Regions from separate parts of the Mus musculus genome. Here region 1 is linked to region 2. The links are chromatin contacts, called in public Micro-C maps. All regions are on one chromosome and are shown on one strand. Each heading gives the region's core, a stretch centred on a gene start, on an enhancer-like site or on the middle of the called end of the contact. The rest is flanking DNA. Distances are from core to core; before and after follow the strand shown. Region 1 holds the start of Rasgef1c (RasGEF domain family, member 1C). Region 2 holds the start of Mapk9 (mitogen-activated protein kinase 9).

Region 1 (6,609 bases), core at 2,964-5,463, 55 kb after region 2:
GTTTACAGTTCCTCTGGAAAGCCAGACCTAGTTCCAGAGTCCTCTCAACTACTCAGGGAGCTGAGGCAGGAGGACTGTGAATTTAAGATTTTTCTGGAGCTACAAAATTAGTTCAAGACCAGCCTGGGCAACTTAGTGAAACCCTATGTCTTAGTTTAGGTTTCCATTGCTGTGAACAGACAGTATAGCCAAGACAATGCTTATAAAGGACAATGTTTAATTGGGGCTGGCTTACGGTTTCAGGGGTTCAGTCCATTATCAAGGCAGGAAGCATGGCAGTGTGCAGGCAGACACGGTGCTGGAGGAGTAGAGAGTTCATCTTCATCCAAAAGTAACCAAGTGGAGACTGTCAAAGCTCCCACAGTGACTTCCTCCAATAAGGCCATAGCTATTCCAATGAGAATACACCTCCCTGTGGGCCAAGCATCCAATCTCTTGAGTGTATGAGAGAGTTGAACCATTATACCCTATCTAAAAAATAATGTTTTAATGGGAAAAAGGATTGTGGATAGAGTTCAATGGTAAGGTACTTACTTAGTATGCACAAGGCCTTGGGTTCAGTCCTCAGCATCTCCAAAAGAAAAAGAAAAAAGAGGGAAGGAAGGAGGGAGGGAGGGAGGGAAAGGAAGAGGGAGAGGGACGGAGGGAGGGAGGGAGGGAGGGACGGAGGGAGGAAGGGAAGGAGGGAGGGAGGGAGGGAGGGAGGGAGGGAGGGAGGGAGAGAGGGAGGGAGAAAGGGAAGGAGGGAGGGAGGGAGGGAGGGAAAGTAAGAGGGAAGAAGGGAAGGAGGGAGGGAGGGAGGGAGGGAGGGAGGGAGGGAGGGAGGAAGGGAAGGAGGGAGGGAGGGAGGGAGGGAGGGAGAGAATCTGTTTTGTTACCTTTAAACTCTGTCTCCCATAAAGTCTCAGGAGGTAGAAATATACAGAGAAGTCCTTTGCCAGACTACAGCATGAGCCACCTTGGTCCAGTTCCCAGCACACTGTGCCTGTGCCTGTCTGAAGTCTCACGAGAAGTCTTCTGCTGTCTGCATTCCCAATGGGGTTCTGATCTCCCGAGTTCCCACCATCACTGCCAGTTAAGATGAGCATACAACACTTCCGAGCTCTCTAGCCTGCTTTTCCAAAGTCTTCAAATTTCCCCCACAACCACTTCCAAAGGCCTGAAGACCTCATCACCAGGGTTAGCAACAGCAAACACTCTTTCTCATTATCACACACAAGCGGATGGCAACAAAAGGGAAGGGATTACTCATGTCAGTCCACGGTTTCTGAAGGTTCAGGCCATGGTCACTTTGTCCTTGGACAGAGCATCATCGTGGCAAGAGGCTGTGATGAGGACCTTGACCTCATAGCAGACAGAGGAAGAGGACCTGACTCGGGTCCTGGAGTAACCTGCGAATGAATGCCTCAGTGGTCTATAACCTCTGGCTGGGTTCTTCCTCCTCAGATGTCACAGCCTCCAAAGTAGGACCAGCATCTGGGAACCAAGAGACTGATATAATGGGGAACGTGTCAAGTTAAACCACACTAAGGGGCAGTCAGCCAATACAAGGAGGCAGGCTTCTGCCCTGGAAAAGCATGAGGACCAGTATCTAGGATGCAGGCCTGAGCATCTCTGTGCTTCTGACTCTACTTATAACCATAGATGTGCAAATAGCCATGGCCCAACAAGGATGCAGAAACTGCTCTGACCCTGGACTCAACCTCCGACATGCACAAACTGGAAAAGGCACTGCCTGTGGCTTAGTGTGGTGGAGGAGGGAGGTGACTGGGCTTCAGGTAAGACCTACAAGAATTTGGGTGTTCCAATAGGTATTTTGAAGAAGGCAGGTTCTGTGCCCTCTGTAATCTCAGCCATCTGTATTCAGTACAGTTCCCACAGAGTCTCCAGGAAGACAGGCTTTAGTTGGCCGTGATGGTCACCATCCTAACAATGCGTCCTTTATGAGTTGCCCCTCCTTCCCTGCTCTAGCCCTGGCTCCCTGGAATCTCCTTCCACCTCGGCAACCTCCAGTCTTATCTCAGGCTCCATTGCCAGGATCCCATCTGAGATAGCATCCTTTAGTTACAGGCTAGCATCATGATGGTACTAGGAACCCATCCTACCTACATCCAGATCCATGCTTACTCTACACATACCTCTCTCACACACACACGGAGTCATGCACACCTCACATACATAATGTACATGCAGATGCACCACATACCGCATACATATCACACCCAAGTGTTCTGCATGCATGTGTAGAGTATAAACACCACCATTCATCACATACTGCATACATTTAGCACATGCAGACCCGTACTGCACATATATACACATATGGGCACTCTTGCTTCCTCCTCCTCCCAAGTCTTCACTCATACTCTGTGGGAAGGCAGAATCCTGGTGTGTAAACAATAAGAGATTCTCTCTCTCTCTCTCTCTCTCTCTCTCTCACACACACACACACACACACACACACACACACACCTCCTTGTAGCTGACTGTAGCGTGACTTTCTCCTAGTGCTCTGTCTGCCCTTGTAGTAACGTTGGAGGGCTTTCATCAGACCCAAGAACGGACAGTTTATGGGCTCTGCTGATAAAGTGCATTGGCTGGAGCCCAAAGTTCTGTCGTCTTTGTTCTTGCATTTTATTGGTGATCCTGTTCGGCCACCTTGCAGGCTGTCAGGCTTCCCTGAGTCACCTGATGCATTTATGCCAAGGCTGAGACAGAATGCCGCTGAGGACCTGCACAGGGTGTCTATGGCCACTGAAACCCAAGGGTCTCCTTCTTTTACCCCAAGGACCCAATTCCAGACTGCACTCACTAGCTGTCTTCAGGACTTTCCCAAGATTTCCTTTGGCCACACAGTCTCACCACCTTCTGGGAAAGGGTGCCTCAGCAAACCTCACAACTACTACCTACCCAACAGCCACCCCTGGGAAATTTCCCCCTCACCCCTCACCAACCCAGAATCTCCCACTCCTCTCAAGTTCTCCTGTCCTGTATCACTAAGCCCTGTGGCTTTTCCTTTCTTGTATCTGCACCATTCACTGACCCTGTCTAGGGTCTGTGCTTCTCAGCTCTCCTCTGCCTGCCCCCTCTACACTGGTTCATGCTGCTTGCTTCTCCCTCTTATGCCCTCTCAGTGACAACCTTGTGGGATGAACTTTTGTGGTCCAGACCACTGTGAATGGGAGATGCAATCCAGAAAACCAAGGCAGGGGGCTTCTTAGGAGCCAAGGTAGTTGGGGATGTACCATCTCCTCTTGCTGGGAATGCTTTGGGCAGAACTGGGGCTAATTTGTCCCTAGGGCCACAATCAAGAACACGACCTACCTCTTCCTAGTATTCAGGAGGTTACTCCAGCCCTGCTCCCTTCCACCTTGGCTCCCAGCACTCTCCCCACTGGAGAGTCAAAGACTATGATTTAACTACCCTAGGAATCAACATTGCTTCTCCCCCCCCCATGTTTTAATAACCAATAAACTCCGCTTGAGTGAATTGAGTTGGGTTCCTGCCACAATTCATCAGGAGGTTCTGCCAAAGCAGAAGACAGATGTCCTGACCTCTGCAGTGAGACACGCCTGGATGGAGCCAGGGCAGAAGGTCACCAGGTCCTGTGTTGGCTCCTTCTTTTCACTTAAAATTATGACCGCCCTGCTTTATCTTTCTAGCATCGCAGTGCCTCCAGAGCCATGAAACGCAGCTATGTCCCTCACTATAGGGAGGAGGGTGTGTGCAGTCTTCGCCATTCTTTTGACACTTAGCCTGTGCCAATAGGACTCCAGGACACAGACCACCCAAAGTTCAGTGGCCGTTGTAGGAGAGGCCAGGACTCAGCCTTGAAGCAAGTGTGACCTGGGTTTCGGGATTCCAGAGGCTGGTCCAGAGAAGAGGTATGGCCTGATGGCAGTTTAAGTGCTGGGGGCTCGGGGACCAGGCTTGGGAGAGCACCACAGGAGCAGTTTTAGCACGCGGGACTTCCCTCAAGCGAGGGGAAACGAATCACATTGAGGGTCCCGAGCGCATTCCTGGACATTGGGTCTTGATCCCGGGAGCTGGGAGCAGAGGAGAGGCTTGGACAAGGCGACGGCATGCGGAGTGGACAGGGAGGGCAGCGGGCAGCGTTGCGTTGCGCTGCGCGGACTCGGGCGGCTCCACCCGCGCTTCCCTGTGCGGCCGCGAGGGGGCTCCGCGCTGCTCAGGCCGGGCCAGGCGCACGGGCGGGCTGCGTGCGGGATCGCGGCGGGCTGCGAGCGGGCGAGCAGGCAGCGCCCGGTCCACGGTGCAGCGGCTGCAGCGGGCGCGGCGGGCGCTGCCGATGGGCCGGGCCCGGGCTGCCGGAGCGCCGGGAGCCGGTGAGTAACGCGCGGTCAGGAGACACACCTGCGCTGCGGACAAGGGCGTGCGGGGCGCGGCGAGGTCCGCCCGTGGGGCGCGGCAGCGACGTGGGCGGGGACGGCGGATCGGGCCGCGGGCGGGCACGCGCGGGGCTGACCCGGGGCAAGGTGCGCGCGGGTGACAGTGCGCGTGGCCGGAGCCGCGGCGCGCGTGGCGGAGAGGTGGATGACACTGGGCCGAATGGCGCGGGAGCCCCAATCCGCCCATACACACACACCTCCCTAAGGCGCAGGGCGAGCGCAGGGTCCCGGAGTGGAGGTACCATGCAGTGGCTGGAGGCCAGGGGACTCAGCAAAGGGCACGCCCCCAGCCGCTGGAAGGAGACCACCTCCCTATACCAGCTAGTGGCAGAAAAAAGCCATCCTGGGCCCAGAGTCCCCTCCCACATGAGTCTCAGTTTCCCTGGCTCTGAAACGGGCACAGCGAAGTTGACCTGCGATCTGTATGGGAAGGGTGACACGAACCTTGGCCTTTTGGAAACCAGAGGACCAGTGTGCCCATGAGGATCTGTAGGGTCATGGCATCTGCTGGGACTCCATGTGTGTCCCTCAGGCAGTGGCAGGAAGCAGGCTCAAGGATGAAGACAGAGAAGCCCTGGAGAGAAGTGGGTGCTCTGAACGCCGCTGTCTGCCCAGCAGCTTAGATGGTAAGGTGGTGGGGTCCCTTGCACTCCAACTGACCCCCTCCTGTGGCTGTAGGGCAGGTAAGAGAGGCCAAGAAGGGTCCTGGGAAGACCCACCTGATGCGCAGGGCTGTTTCCACTTCACAGTCAAGTAAACAGACTCAGAGGGATGAGAGGACTTGCTCCCAAGAAGTGACAAAGGTGAGGTTCCAGCTCCTACCCCAGTACTTCAGCCACTTTGTCAGGTGCCGTAAGAATGCTGTGTTCACTGAAAACCTACTGTGTGCAGCCAGCTTCCTATCCTGAACACTGTTCCCACACTGGTGTGAGGGCAAGGGAAAATCTGAAGTCGTTTTAGAAGATCATCTCTATGAGGACAATAAAATGGGGTAATGGGCTGGAGAGACGCAGGTATTGGGACAGAGCCTGGGCCTGGCCAGAGAAGGTACCTGTCCCTGGCTAGAGACCTCTGTGCTGTAAGTCAAAGTTGGAGCCTGGAGCCGGTGGAAAAGGGTTGAACAGGTGCAACATACGGACGATGCGTGGTAAGGGCTTTGAACCGGATACGTCAGCAGAACTTAGGCTTGGATGTTCGTCTGGGCGCAGTAGTCCTCGGAGGTTTGGAGTTTGACTTGTAGAAGGAAAGGTTTAATGGCAGTTGAAGAGCTGTGCAGGAGGCAGAGATGAAGCAGGGTTAGAGTGGCCAGGCAAAGAGAACGCAGACAGGCCTAAGAGATCAGAGGTGTGGAGATATTTGAGAGGGCTGTGCCCATCCACCCCTGGCGGCATAGCCACGTAAAGGCCTTCATCCTGACAAAACCAGAGCCACAAAGAGGCTTATAGCAAGTTGAGGGGCTCAGGTGGAAAGGGAGCCTGGTTTTAATTCAAGTGCTTTCCCACTCTGGTCCAGCAGGGAGCGCGTGAGTGCGGGCTGGGTTGCAGAAGTCCAGTCTGGGTGCTTGGGCTAGGCTCAACTTGTGGAATCTTCTGACTTGTCATCAGGTGTCTCAGAGGGCTGGTCCACCACTCACATTTGTCCTTAACCAAACCTGGAATAGGCCGTTTTCCAAAGAGGCTTTTATTCCTTTAAATGGCAGTTGAGAAGCCTAGAAACCACCATCTAGGTTAGGTGTGCCCATGACTGTCCTGGTGCCGCTGAATCTAGACTTTGTCAGGGAGTCCCAGCCAAATCGCTTTTAAAAACAAACTAAAAATTTATATTTCTGTCTCTCACAGTGAGAACCTGATTCCCAAATCATCAGTTATATTTAATTGTTTGCTAAACACTAGAAGACACACAGATGGTTTCAGAAAGAAACTACGTAAACTACTACCCACCCATAACTGCTACCTAAGGTTTCGGATGCCGTTGGGTGCACACCCAGAGCTTGGTGGGTCGTTTTTCAGTCTGATACAGTTTTGGTTTCATGAGTTTCTAGTTGCATTCAGCCTGGTTTTGCACATCCTTGGTCTTGCAATTTTATTTTTGAATCTGTAAAATATTTTTATGGCTCAAAGGTCACAACTACACAAAAGCTATATTTAGAAGCTATTTAGAAGTACAGCCCATAGACAACTTGTCTGTTTCTTTTTACCAA
Region 2 (6,847 bases), core at 4,109-6,608:
CTTGGTGATGTGGAGTGTCATAATGTCAATGTGTTCAGAGAGCTTGATAGACTTTCAAAAAAACCTATCTGGTCTTTAGGCTGGAAATTAAGGCTCAGCCAGAGGCTGGCACTCTGGAAGATGCCTAGAAAAAGGCCCACTGAGGGCCACAACATTCAGTTTCCAGTTATACAGTCCTGATCATCTACCTCCATTCAGCACAAGCCCCCCATGTCACCTCTACACCCTCCAGATATCAGAGAATATGTCCCTTCATTACCACCACTTCCAGCTAGTTCAGTCCACTCTCTTCAGGTGGTATCAGGTGAGCCTGGGTCTAACGAAGTTGACTGGCATGTATGTAGAAACTACAAGAAAGGCTCATCACTGAGTCTTGGAGTTTTCAAGACAGAGGGTCCTTGCTCTTGAATGCTGGAGCAACAGCACGGACAGGTAGCAGGCACCCCAAGGCAAGAGAGAGAGAGAGAGAGAAAGAGAGAGAGAGAGAGAGAGAGAGAGAGAGAGAGAGAGAGAGACCCAGAGAAGAACAAGATGTGATGAGAGTAAACCCCTGACTTCTCCAGCCCTGGCTCCTGAGCAAGCTGGTTCCCTGAGGCTGGCTCCATCCTTTTCACCACAGTGCACAGCACAAGAACTTCCCAGAGCAAGTCTTCCTGTGGGTCTGATGCAATGTGAGTGGCCCCAGGGCTATCGTGAGGTAAGAAGAGGTAAAAGGTTATTTCAGCTGTGGTGTTTAGAGGTGAGGCCTTACAGAAATGATCAGGATCAGATGTCATTAGGATTAGGGTAGGCTTCTGGAGGTTTTATGAGGAAAACCACCAGACATTCACACATATACACAGTTCACAGACTTTGTCTCAACTGCCCAGAGACTTTGCCAGCAAGAAAGCCATAACTGGATAAGATTTCTCAACCCTGTACTTCCAACCACACACCAAAACAAACCTCTTTGTGTGTGTGTGCCTGTGTGTGTGTATTTATGTGAGTTTGTGTTTGTGTATGTGTGCGTTTGTGTAGCTTGTGTGTGTGTGTGTGTGCTCGCGATCTTCAGATGCCATGCATTTTGTATTTTTGAGACAAAGTCTTTTGTTGGGACCTCAGGATCACAATTAAGGTAGATTGGCTGGCCACTGAACCACAAATTTGCCTGTCTCTGCCTCCTTAGGTCTTAGAAGCACATGTCTAACTTTTAAAATGGGGGTCTAGAGGACTAAGCTCTGGTCTGTCTTTGAATTATCACTCACTCCCCTTCCCTTTTTCCTTTTACTTGCTGTTGTTGGGGTTTCTAGTTCAGTTTTGTCTTATGGTCCTGGGGTCTGCACCAGAGCCTTTCACCTGCTATGTGCTGCTCATTCTTATCATTGTGGTAAAGAAGCTGACAGGAACAAATGAGGAGAGAGTTTCCTTTGGACGTGGGTTCAGAGACTCACTCCATCCTGGCAGGGAGGACGGATAGGGAGGAGCAGGGCAGTGCACATCACAGCTGTTAGGAAGCAGAGAGAGGGAACGCCCACACTGTGGCTTACCCTGCCTTTCCTCATTTACTCCATGGGGCCCCAACCTATTTAGTAGCATGCACACTCAGGGTGGGTGCTCTCCCCTTAGCTAGTCTCTGGCAACAGCTCCAGAGCCCCAGAGCCACATCTGGATGTGCATTTTACCAACTTCCCACTCAGGTCTCAATCTCTTGACATTCATGATAGAAATGAACCATTACTGTAGGCAAGTGCTCTACTACTGAGCTAAGTCCTTGATCCTGGCTCTCTTTATAAAGTGGCCTGCCTCTGATATTTCATGTAAACACACACACACACACACACACACAGAGAGAGAGAGAGAGAGAGAGAGAGAGAGAGAGAGAGAGAGAGAAACACAGAGAGAGACAGAGAGACAGACAATACTTGTCCCCATTGGTTTATGTCCAGTTGTTTTCCTCTACAGAACACATTGGATTCTTCAGTTAGATTCCTCAGCAGTGGTAGCAGTAGGGGAGAAGAGAAGAAATGTTTGAAAAGAGTAGAAACGGAGAACAGGGAGACAGAGCAGCATCCCCAACAGGCAAGAATTGCTGTCTTTACTACTTCCTACAGAATTAGGCCCAGAGGAGCTAATCCCTTGCCCAAGGGAGTATTGCTGATAAGTAGAATTCAATTGGAACACAGACCAAGGAAGAGCTTGCATAGAAGCAGGCCTCTGACAAATTCTTGTTATCCTAGCACCCCAAGCCCAGGACTCATGCCTCCTGATGCTTGCGTGGTATGTACAGTGGACTTTCAGCTCAATCCAAAATTGCTGTACTATTTTGCAAAATATACCCACCAGCCGAGCATGAGTTCCACCTGCTTCATGTCACCGTCAACACTTGATATTAAGTTTTAGTGCATGATTCCTACTGGTTATGTAGTGATAGCTCATTGCAGATTGATTTATATCCCCCTACAGTCTTGAAGCAATTTAAAAATCAATTCTTTCCTCTTGGCACCTGCTACCATAGATAGCCCCAACCCATGCTTCAGTTTCTCAAAATGGCCTTTGCTGTAGCTCTCAACTGGTCTTGTCGTCTTAGCCCGCCATTCTTCAAATCTTACAAGTCTTAGTGAGCTTTCTAAAATGCACGTTGAATCACATCACTTAGCTCCTTGCTTACCACCCGTAACGGCTGCCCTTTACCTTACAGCCAGATTTCCAGCCTATCATGCTGCAAAGACAGATAGGTAAGGGCCACAGGAAGAATAGGGTGAAGGAAAACTGGGGCTTTACCTGTAGGGGTATCTTCCACCCAGTTTCTCAGGACCACAGCCCTTTGTGAAGAGAACCCAACAATGGAGTTGTTGCTTTTGTTTTGGAATCCCTTTCAGTTTTAAATGATGAAGAGGTGGCACAAAAGCAACCATTTACCCATTTGTCTAAATAAGGCAGAGCAATAAACAAGGCGGCCTATGTGCCCATCAGCCCATGGTCACCAACGCCACTCTGTCCCCAAAGGCCGCATCACTCCAATCTCCTTACCTACCACTCCTGCCAGTACAGGTGGCTGTGGTTCTGTGGACACAGCACACATGCCCCTCCCCGTTCTGAGTCCCTCCTCCTTCTGAGCACTTGGCCCAAATGTGTTTCAAAGTCTCAGACCCAGCCCTTTGCTTTGTTTTCCAGCCTCGGTAAGAACTTCCTTCTGCCAAAAGTTCTTCCACTGTTCCTCCCAGCCCGGCCACTGTGACCAGGCGTCAGTGTCCATGTATGGAGCCCACGACACAACACACTGTTGGCGGGATCTTTGCACTTAGAGGCTTCGCCCAGGATTCTGTGCACTCATTCAAAGCACGGACTCCCGCCATTCCACCCCACCCTGTCATTTCACCTCAGTATGTTCACCATTATTTTGAAAAAAAAAAGAACAAAGAGCAGCGTCTGTAGAAAAAAACAGAATCTGAATGGGAAACTTACTGGGTAAACATACCCATGATGATTTGTGGTTACTTACTTTGCATTGAGTTGGCTATAACACCAGTCTTGGATGTCTAGGGATTCTAATCTGAGGGGAAGCACTCATTAGTGTTCTTCAGGGAAACTGCAACAATGGTAGCCAGGCTGTGCTGGTTTTTAATAATGCCAACTGCTGGCTCTGTTTTCTTTGGAGCTTCTAAAGCAGTGACGGGAAGAGCCGAGGTGAGGACAGGTGTGGACAGAAGCTCACAAAAAGAACCTTTCTCAAAGCAGCACACTCAGGAACTAGGAGAATTTTGAGCAGGAATAAACCATACTCCCCCTGGTGGCCAGCATGGGGGTGGCCAAAGGAGGACTCTGCTAGTTGGGCTTGGTCAACTCGATTTAGTCCTATCTGGGAAGAGAGACTTTTAACTGAGACAATGCCTCCCTAAGATTGGTCTGTAATAAAGTTTGTGGGGACATTTTCTTCACAAATGATTGATGTGGGAGGGCCTAGCACACTGGAGGCAGTTCCATCCCTGACCTAGTGAGCTGCGTTCCCCCACTTCCTCTGCTTTGGTTCCTGCCTTGAGTTTCCTACTTCCTTTAACGATGGAGTGTGACCTCAGAGTTCTAATCCAAAATAAACCCTCTCCTCCCCGAAGTGCTTTCTGGTCATTGTGCCTTGTCACACCAATATAAAAGCAGAATAGGACAGAGACACTGTGATTGTCTGGATCCCCTTCTCGACCCTACTGCTCCTCTGAGCCTCCACCACCCTAGTTCAGTGCTTGAAACCAGAGTCACAGCTCTCTTCAAATTCTGCGGAGATTCATGGGGCCTCCTAGTCTCTTGATCTTCCTATACGCAGAGTCCTTCTCCCTGGCTCCTCCTTGGCATCTTGTGACTACAGCTCTACCACCATAGACACCACTTGTCAACTACTGTCTCCATTTTTCCAATCCCTTATTGACCAGTCCTCAGCCTAACCTGTTCGTAGCTTCCCTCAGTGTGTTCAACGTCCCTGTCTCACTTGCAGCCTCTCTATCAAAACACAGAGTAGTCAGAATCCCAAATTCTGAGTTTTCCAAACATCTGATTCACCTCAGACCTTCTGGAACCTACTTGAGAGCCAGAGGTCTGCAGAAGCGTCAACAAAAGCAGCAGTGTTAAAGACCCACTGTCTAGAAGCCCTTCAGCACTGGACGGACACCCTCCTCACCCCTCTACACCAAAGCAGAAACTTGTCTCTTATAAGAGGCCTCTTTAGGCTATACCCGTCACTGACTCATCAGGGTCATGGTCACCGTCTCCCCAACCCCCACCTTCTGGACATCTGGCCGCACCCCTGTTATGATCCCATTCAGTGTGGCATCTGCCTTAGTGAAAAACAAACCCCAAGGCCCCGCGGCTTGTCCTGGTTCTTCCTCCGGGGCCGTTGTACTCCAGGTTCCCAGGCTTCAAGTCCTTGATCATGCCCAGAACTCTTGTCTAACCCGGCTGTCTTTAGTCCTTTTCCAAGTCGCCTCTCCATTTGCACCTGCTACAACCGAGGCCTGACAATGGCTCCTACACTGTAGTCGCAAAGTCACGCCTCGCCCCTCCCCGGCTCTGGCTCCCCTTGGCCCACCCTCTCCGGCGCATGCGGGTCTCCTGGCCCTGGAGGGCGGGCTCAGGAGACGGTCCTAGCTTGACCTGGATCCCTAACTCTGTGCACACTGGCGGACGCTCTTCCAGCAAGCAGACGGTCAGACGGCGAGCCGCCTAGGGGGCGCCACTCTGCACTAGGGCATCCAGAGCGCGCCACTGGCCCCGCCCACACCCAGCCTCCAGCCACGCCCGTACTGCCCAGCCTTGCCCACCCCCAGTCTCAATTGGTCCCGCCTGTCTGGATATCCTAGTTCTGATTGGCTGGCCTAAGAATCCGTCAGACTGAGCGCCGCGGCGGCGGCGGCGGCGGTGGCAGCAGCGGAGCAGAAGGGAACCGGACCGGAAGGGTCGCAGCGCCCCGCGCCCCTCACACCCACTGCGACGGCGACGGGGCGGAGCAGAGCGGGGCGGGGCGACCGGGTCCAGGTCGTGGAGCTGGGTGCCGCCAGAACGCATCGCCGCCAGCGTGCCCTCCCTCTGCCTCCGGCGCGGCGGCGCGGAGCCGAGGTGAGCCGGGCGGGCGGCTAGGCCTGGCGGGGCTGCTCGGGCCACGCAGGGCCTGGGGTGCGGGGCTCAGGGGGTGGACTGCTCGGTACTGCCCGGCTATCCACGGTTCCGCGGTCGTTCTCTCCCGCCTGGTGTGTGCAGCCCCAGGGCTGCAGGCCGGCTGTCTGGCCGGGCCCCAGCAGACCTGCCCGCAGGGATCTGTGGGCGCCTTTCCTCCAGCTGTGAGGCACGTCGCTGCACCCCGCTGCATGCCCTGGAGCCTGAGCTCTGGTCCCCGCGACCTTGGCGGTGACTGCGACCCTCACTGGCCCTCTGCTTTCCCCTCGGGAGTAATGGTAGAATGTCTAGGGTTTGGTCGGGGTTGTTAACGGGCAGTGTAACTGTCTCAAAGCGTTAGGGCAGAGAAGCCTAAGGCGCACATTTGAGAGCATCTGAGTGGGTAAATAAATGCTCCCTTGCTGATGTGAGTGTCGTAGGAACTCCCCCTCATCCGCTTAGAGTCCTCCCCCACTTCTGCCCCCCCTCCCGAGCCTTGTCATTCATCTTCAGTGCCCAGCAAAGCCAGAGTGGGCCCTGCCCACCTCCTCCGCCACTCCTTCCCCTCTTAACAGAAGCAGATCTCTGCTCTCCTATCCTAAGCTCACCTGCCTTGGGCATGCCAAAATCATTTATTTACCTCAGGACCTTTGCACTTCGATTTCTCTATGTTCAGAGTTGTCTATAAGATTTTTACCCAGCTGTCTTCTCTCACATCGCTTCCTCCTGTGGTTCAGTGTCTTGTTATAGGCGAGGCCTACCTAGCTTGACCACCCTTTTCCCTCGCTTAGTCATTCTCGCTCATCAGTTTCTTTAATTTTCCATCCAGTACCTACTCTGGATTGATGCTATCTGATTTATTGCCCCGTCCTTTTTGTATAGCATGGTGAGTACAGGTAGTTGTTTCATCTGTAAAGTCAGATCAGTGAATGAACAGTAAGACCATCCCTGCCTATTATTATCTCTGCTTTGTCCATTTTGTTGGTGACTTTAACTTGTGAAACTTGTAAGCAAACAGACGCTGATTCTCACTTTGTGAAATATTTTCATGTTTTTAATCTCTTTCTAGTAGCTGTCAGAACAATTTGTGATAAAAAAAATACGTTTTGGTAAGAGTTTTGCTCTGGCTTCCTTCCACACATTCAGGAGTTATCTACTGGATTCTGTATTATCTAGGTCATGCTTTCTGCTGGGCTCTGGGGACACAAAGGAGATAGCAACAGGGTAC

Evidence for each region. A called contact is a pair of places that touch in the nucleus more often than the background predicts.
Region 1: a Micro-C map of embryonic stem cells shows a contact between it and region 2, with 2.7 times the contacts expected there. The contact joins the promoter of Rasgef1c here to the promoter of Mapk9 in region 2. A contact is called at or near these places in 1 of 15 datasets of contacts at CTCF or cohesin (embryonic stem cells), 1 of 484 Hi-C or Micro-C datasets (embryonic stem cells), 1 of 115 datasets of contacts at active chromatin or transcription factors (embryonic stem cells) and 2 of 9 other capture datasets (adipose tissue and liver).

The regions. Positions count from the first base shown.
Region 1 is chr11:49,897,622-49,904,230 of GRCm38.p6, forward strand. It overlaps Rasgef1c (RasGEF domain family, member 1C), which reads left to right and starts at 4,214. Exons shown (of 14, transcript NM_029004.1): 1 at 4,214-4,346.
Region 2 is chr11:49,841,393-49,848,239 of GRCm38.p6, forward strand. Mapk9 (mitogen-activated protein kinase 9) reads left to right here and starts at 5,359. Exons shown (of 12, transcript NM_207692.2): 1 at 5,359-5,583. Gm36507 (a long non-coding RNA gene) reads right to left here and starts at 4,905. Exons shown (of 4, transcript XR_003949545.1): 1 at 4,823-4,905.